Regions from separate parts of the Oryctolagus cuniculus genome. Here region 2 is linked to region 1. The links are chromatin contacts, called in public Hi-C maps. All regions are on one chromosome and are shown on one strand. The core of a region is the stretch at or near the end of the contact, and the rest is flanking DNA. Distances in the headings are between cores, read along the strand shown. Region 1 has its middle 49 kb from the start of CCDC25. Region 2 holds the start of CLU (clusterin).

Evidence for each region. Hi-C and Micro-C count contacts between places; a contact is called where the count stands out from the background.
Region 2: a contact with region 1 is called in a Hi-C map of an unstated tissue, with 3 times the contacts expected there. The contact joins the promoter of CLU here to the enhancer-like site in region 1. A contact is called at or near these places in 2 of 6 Hi-C or Micro-C datasets (skin fibroblasts and an unstated tissue).

The regions. Positions count from the first base shown.
Region 1 is chr2:46,487,797-46,491,147 of mOryCun1.1, reverse strand. No RefSeq gene overlaps it. Among named protein-coding and RNA genes, the nearest start is that of CCDC25, 49 kb to the right of the region's middle. Within about 2 kb of position 1,452, at least 2 of the 8 cell types and tissues checked have an H3K27ac peak or open chromatin away from gene starts, as enhancers often do.
Region 2 is chr2:46,603,466-46,606,769 of mOryCun1.1, reverse strand. It overlaps CLU (clusterin), which reads right to left and starts at 1,359. Exons shown (of 9, transcript NM_001082049.2): 1 at 1,334-1,359.

The DNA of each region.
Region 1 (3,351 bases), core at 203-2,702:
CTATTGATTCTTCCAGGGTGGGAAGAATACAGAATCTCCTAGCTGAAGTGAGTCCACTTTGTCGCTCCCCGTCTTTGTGGAGGAACGACACAGGACCCTGCGCTGTTCTTTTGTCTGCTCGGCCCTTCCCGGGTTTGCTGCTGGTTCTTCCCGGGTTGGCTACCGACCCTTCCACCTCCGTGGAAGGGCGGTTCCCCCTGCCACATTCCCCACTTCCGCGGGGGAGCGGCACACCGCCGGCCGGCTCTCTTGGGGGCTGCACAGGTGTTCCTTCAGATGTTCCCCTTAGATATTCCTGGTGCATGCCGTCTCTCTCCTCCTTTATAGTCCTCCTCCGCCAACCCCAACTCGGCTGCCCACACACCAAGTACGCTGCTCTCCTCCAATCAGGAGCAGGTCCTACAGTTTATTGGTTGAACTGGAGGCAGCTGTGTAGAAGCTGTTTCTCCCTTCCCAGCGCCATATTGTGGGAGAGCAGATGCATAGAATAAGTCTTAATTCCAGTAACTTAGTCTAGTCCGAGTTGCTCCCCACACACTTCAAGAATTTCTGCCTTTTATAGAAACACCGGCAACACTGGTGGCCCTCCGGAAAGGAAGCTGGGGAACAGTTTCACCCATACCTTTGCTTGTATTTGAATTCAGATCCACGTGTACTTAACAAAATGTGTTAATACTTCTTTCTGACCCTGAAGCCCAGAGGATCCTGGGGGGTCTTTCCTCCAAGGTCCCAAAGGAGGAAGCAGCATCCTTAAGTGAGAGGTTTGTTTCCTTTACTCTCCATAGATTAGCTTTAGCCTCAGCTCTTGTTTTAACAGATGAGGAGAAAAGCCCAGGTAACTGGTGTATTGTTTTGTTAGCTAAAGTTCTAGTGTGTTACAAAGCCCTGACCATAACTGGTTTTAAACCAGGCAGCACAACACTCCTCCATGGCAGACAGGTGACAAGCTGGGAGCAGCTCACCTTTCGCTGGGAGACCAGAACATGGACTTCCGTCTCCCTTCTCATTGAAACACTTTCTAATCAAAGTCACCAATACGGCCTTTGTTTGTAACAAGATGTAAGCTTTATCTATTTCAGACCCTCCCATCCCTTTCCAAAGGCTCTCTTAAAAGTACGTCTGATTTTGAAATGAGTTATGTAAGCCTCATGGAGGCCAAGGACGTTAATCACAAAATAAAAATTTCAATCACGAAGGGATGTCAGCACATGAAGGCAAGGGCTTTGTTGCTGAACACAGTCCTGGCAAGTCTGGGCTGGTTAAAGGGTACTGCACAGTGACTCCAGTGATATTTTCTCTGTATCTTTTTCCATTTGTAACCTGTTGATGCTCCACTGTGTCTTTGCCAAGGGTCCAGAAGTTTCAAGATCAATAGCTCAGCCTGTAATACCTGAAAGACCGGCTCTCTTCTGAAATCATAAGCAAATGTTAGCCTTCTCAACACAAAGCAAACTGCTGAGGCAGAAACCAAAACAGGTGTCTGGGCAGCTCAGACCTCCTCCAGGCAGGCCGTGAAATATCAGGCCATTAGTTCCCTATTTTTACAGCAGCGGTGGTTACAAGGGGCTGGTTGATGTGGGAACAAAGCACAATACTGACTTTGGAGAATTCCATCTGTTTTCTCAGACTTAAATATTGACACCCACTTACCAGGTTTGGGAACCAGCAAAAGCTACAGGGATTTCTAGAGTAATAGAATTCCCCTGTTTGCCATTCCATGGCTACACTCAAAAGTGGAAAATGTTGAGTCAATGCCCATTAGCACATGCAATGCAGGGACCACTAAGATGGGCGGTTCAGTCCCTCCAATAATTGATATAACCAGGAAATCAGAAAGCCAAAGCCAAGCAATCAATGTGAGACATAAAAACAGAGGTATGTAGAAACTGCCAAAACACAGTTAACAGATGGAGAGAGACAGGATATCTGTTTTCGGTTTACTAATATAGGCATGGATCTCTCAATTTTTCTGGAGTAATTCTGGTTTCAAACTACATTTCCCATATAGATTCATTCGCTAAAACATTTAAACCCCACAATTCTAGTAGCTAAGGCATTTAAAACCTAAGGATGCAGGTGTTGCCCTAACTAGAGAACCATATCCCAACTGTCTGCTCTTAGACATTTAAGGGTTCAAGAATGTCTTACATGGGAGAAAAACTTACATTTGTGCAATTCTCTCAATCCCAGTACGTCCCTGCAAACGTTCTGAATAACATTAGGGGAAGCTCTGTGAGAAAAGGAGTAAAATTCAACTACGAGTCCAGAACCCCACAGTGATCAGCGAAATCATTTCAGGAAGTCTTCAAATTTGCAGCCTCACACCTGCCACTATGGTTTAGATATAGTCTGTCCCCCAAAAGGTTCATGTTCTAAGAGCTTGGTCCCAGTGTGGAGGTGGAGAAGTGGTGGAGCCCAGCGGATACTGATTAGATCATGAGGCTCCAGGGGAGTTATGGATCCTAAGGGGTTGAGTGAATTCTCCAGAGAGCAGGTTGTTACAGAGCGAGGCCACACCGTGAGCATGCCCTCTTTGGCACATTGCCATTTCTCCTTCAAGTCTCTGCCATGTTGTGTCACAGGCAAGGAGGTTCTCACCAGATTTCTGGCCCCCTGCCGTTTGGATCGTCCAGTCAGCTGGACTGCTACCCAAACGAATCTCTTTACTTATAAGGTATCTTGTCTTAGTATTTTATTGTTGCTACACAAAACAGGTGGGTGGTGGAGTACGTTAAACTTTCATTTGGGACACCTACATGATATTGGAATGTCTAGTTCAAGTCCCAATGACTCTGCTTCAGATCCAACTTCCTGTTAATGTGCAGTACCCTGGGAGGTAGCAAAGACATTTCAGGTACTTGGGCTCCTGCCAGCCACACGGGATACCCAGATGGAGTTCTTGACTCCCAGCTGCAGTGCGGCCCAGCTAGATATAGCCATTTGGGAAATGAACCAGCAGATGGAAGATCTCTCTCTGCCTTTCAAACAGACAGAGACACTAGTACACTGGCCAACATTCCAGGCAGGCTCCTAAGGATTCGGGAAGGGTAGGGGGCAAGTTGTGAACTCCAAATGCTAGTGCTCACATTTCACGGACTTTTAGTTCTAGGTTTGAGTCCTCTTCCTGGAATTCTTGGCCCACCTTCCTTTTACTCTGCTTTGCTCCTCTCCTCCTAGGAGCAAAAATGCCTGAAGCATCATCAGAGTCAAGAAACTCCTTCTCTGTACCTGCCTAAAATAAGTATGCATATCCAACTCAGTGAGACTGAGCCTTAAAGAAAAGTAAAAAATGAAAATTCCACAAACACTTGGATATACCCAAGCTGTAAATTTTCGTTGTATTTTACTTAT
Region 2 (3,304 bases), core at 110-2,609, 120 kb before region 1:
AAAGGCTTAGAAGCCTAAGAAAACCGAGAGGGAGCTGGAGGGAGGAGCAGGCCTGGGGAAGTACAGAGTTTCCAGCCTGAGGCCCAGATCCTATACTACTGCCCCCCCACCATGTGGAAAGCTAAACCCCAAAGAAAGCAGACAAAAGCTGTCTGTCACCTGTAATTCCTACCATCTAGGGGCAAACATTAGCCTTGTGGTCTGTTTCCTTGTATTTTCTATGCACGTTTATGCAACCAACTCCTTTCTATCCCCTGCCCTCAAGTATGCTGTAAAAAAAAAACACTTTTGCAACATATGATACTCCATTTTCTGACGTGCCAGAGCTTGGCTTACCATTCTCACAAGGTCAGGCATTTAAATGACTGCAAATATCCCACCAGTTAATTATTACTATAACTAACACTCCCAGGAGCATCCTTTTATCACATTTGTGCCTACTTTTAAATTTTTTTAATTCAAATAAATATCCTTTATTAAAGAAAAAAAGGAGTATCATTAAGTACCAAAACTGGATGTTGTTACACTGACTTTTAAATTCTTAACCTTGCTCTTTAAAAGCAAAGCAAAACAAAAACCATAATAAGCTTATGTTTCTCACTAAACCCAGAAATTCGGAAAAGTCAAGGGCTTCAATTCTAATCCCAGGTGAGCTAACTAGCTGCTGTTTAGGGCTGGAGCCAGAAGTCCTGAATCTCTGCGGGCTTTAGATTACCATCTGTGAAATGAGAAGGCGGCACCGCCGGCTGAGGCCTGACGGAGCTTGTGTGACTTTGCTCTACTGCATCTCAGGTGCACTTGAAGAAGCAGAAAAAGTAGGCTTTATGGGGCTGCAGTGTATACTTAAACCCACAGCATGGTACTTACAACGCGCCCTCCGGAGTACTACAGAACCCAGGAGAAAACATGATGACTCATGCACGCAAGCCAGCAGCCACAGCTGAGGGCTCGGCACCTCCACCGCGGAGATGCTGCGGGGAGGACCCCCGCGCAGGCCAGCCCCGCCACCGGCAGGGCGCCGCAGTCCCCCGCAGTCCCCGAGCCTTTGAAAAAAGAGGATCGGTACACCTGTCCGATGGACGGTCACAAAGCTGTGATTACAGCCTTACAGCCAATATGCACGGGGACTCCCAACCTGCGCGCCACCCGCAGCCATTCGTCCCCCGGCTCGGCTGCTGGGGATGGGGCTCCCATCACCTCTCCTCCTGGGCTGCCCCGGCTTCCTCGGAAGCGCGAGCTGTCACCGCTCCCCACCTGGCTGCCACCCCCGGCTGCTCATCTGTCTGTCTCGGGGTGGCTCGGTGCAGGGCTAGGAAATACGGGGACGTCTCACCGGTCTGCGGCGCCGGCGCTCGTGCGCTCCTCCTGGCGACGCCGCGTGGAGAGCCGCGTGAAGCGCCGTATTTATAGTGCTCGGCTCGCGTACACCCCCTTCGGGGCTGGCTGCAAACCTGCATGACTCACGCCCAAAGAATGCCGTAGAATGCGCGGGGAGCATTCTGGAAGCGGGGTGTTGGGGGGGGGCGCCGATGCAGCAACGGGCGAGGGGCGCCGGGGGGCGCATGGGCATCGCGAATGGCCAATGGCCTGGGGTGTGGCCGAGTACCGCTCCCTGCTCCCCAGAGACTCAGCTAGGCAGCTTGGGGCACCGCGTCCCAGGAAGGAAGAGCTGGCCGGCCCTGTGTGCATCCTTAGTGGGGGTCCACTGCCCTCCTGGCCGGCCCCCAGTCCGAAAGATAATCTCTCAGTTCTCCGGCCCGTTAATGGTTCACATTAAACACCACTTCTCTTGTATTCCAACAGGACAGTGTCAGGAATGGTGCGGGCCTTGGGCTTCCCGGGAACACATCAAGTATTGAAATGCCAGCGCCTTCAGCCATCGCGCTGACCTGGTGGTCCCTGGAAGACCCGCCTCTCCTGGAGGAAACAGAAATGTGTTTGGGAATTCGCAGATCAAGTTTTTTGGGGAAGCAGAGGCCTCTCCTGGCTCCCTAATTCATGGAACCCAAGCAGTTATCATCCCTGTGCATCTGGGACCCAGCCAAGTGCGGTGGACTTTGTAAGGATGGGGCTCGAACAGCCTTGAACGTCTTAATAGCTTTTTTTTTTTTTTTTGGACAGGCAGAGTTAGACAGTGAGAGAGACAGAGAGAAAGGTCTTCTCTCCGTTGGTTCACTCCCCCCAAATGGCCACCACAGCCGGCGCTGCGCTAATCCGAAGCCAGGAGCCAGGTGCTTCCTCCTGGTCTCCCATGCAGGTGCAGGACCCAAGCACTTGGGCCATCCTCCACTGCCTTCCCGGGCCACAGCAGAGAGCTGGACTGGAAGAGGAGCAACCAGGACAGAATCCGGCACCCCAACGGGGACTAGAACCCAGGGTGCCGGCGCCCCAGGTGGAGGATTAGCCTAGTGAGCCGCGCCGCCGGCCCTTAATAGCGTTTTACAAGGGTGCTGTGTTTTCCTTCCACTGGGGGCCCTTCACCGCTGCATCTGTGTGCAGAAGGATCCAGGAGGCTGCAACTGCCCAGAGTCCCTCCTGCTGAGAGAGGAGGGGACAGGGGGGGACACTCGGAAGGCCCTAAGGTGCAGCTGCTGCTTGGGGAAGGAGCTGAGCTTTCTACTCTGCATCCCCAGGAAGTCTGAGCTCCAGGAGAGAGGGCGATGCTGACAGGGCAGTTGCTATCATGCTGTTGTTGCTGCTGCTGTGGGGGGTGGGGGGGGTGGGGGGATGCAGAGGGACCCCCAGGGACAGGTAGCTTGGTTTGGGGCAGGGCTGGAGTCGGGGGGGGGCAGATTTGGGAAACCATGCAAACCAAACAGGCTTAAAGAAGATCAGGATTCCAGCGACGGCTGCCTTCTCTTCACGTCTATGGGGGCACAGCCCACGTGCCAGGGGCCACTAGGCCCCTACCTGTCTGAAGGAGGCAGGATGGGGGAGCTGCTTGGTCTGTGAAGAAGTGAGACAACTGTGGGCTTGGGGCACAGAGGTCTCCCGGTGGGTTGATGGGACCAATCACTGCCCTCAGGCCTCAGTTTCTGCCCTCTGCACCAGCAGGAATCTAGACATATAGACTCATTTCTCAGGTCCCCTTCAACCTAATCTGAAACAAGGCCAAGTGTGAAAAGATCCTCAGCTCAGAAGAAGAATGGGGCAGGCACTGTGGCGTAGAAGGCTAAGCCTCCGCCTGCAGTGCCGGCATCCTATATGGGCACCAGTTTGAGCCCTGCTGCTTCACTTCTGATCCAGCTCCCTGCCGATGGGCCTGGGAAAGCACAGGAAGATGGTTCAAGTCCTTGGGCCCCTG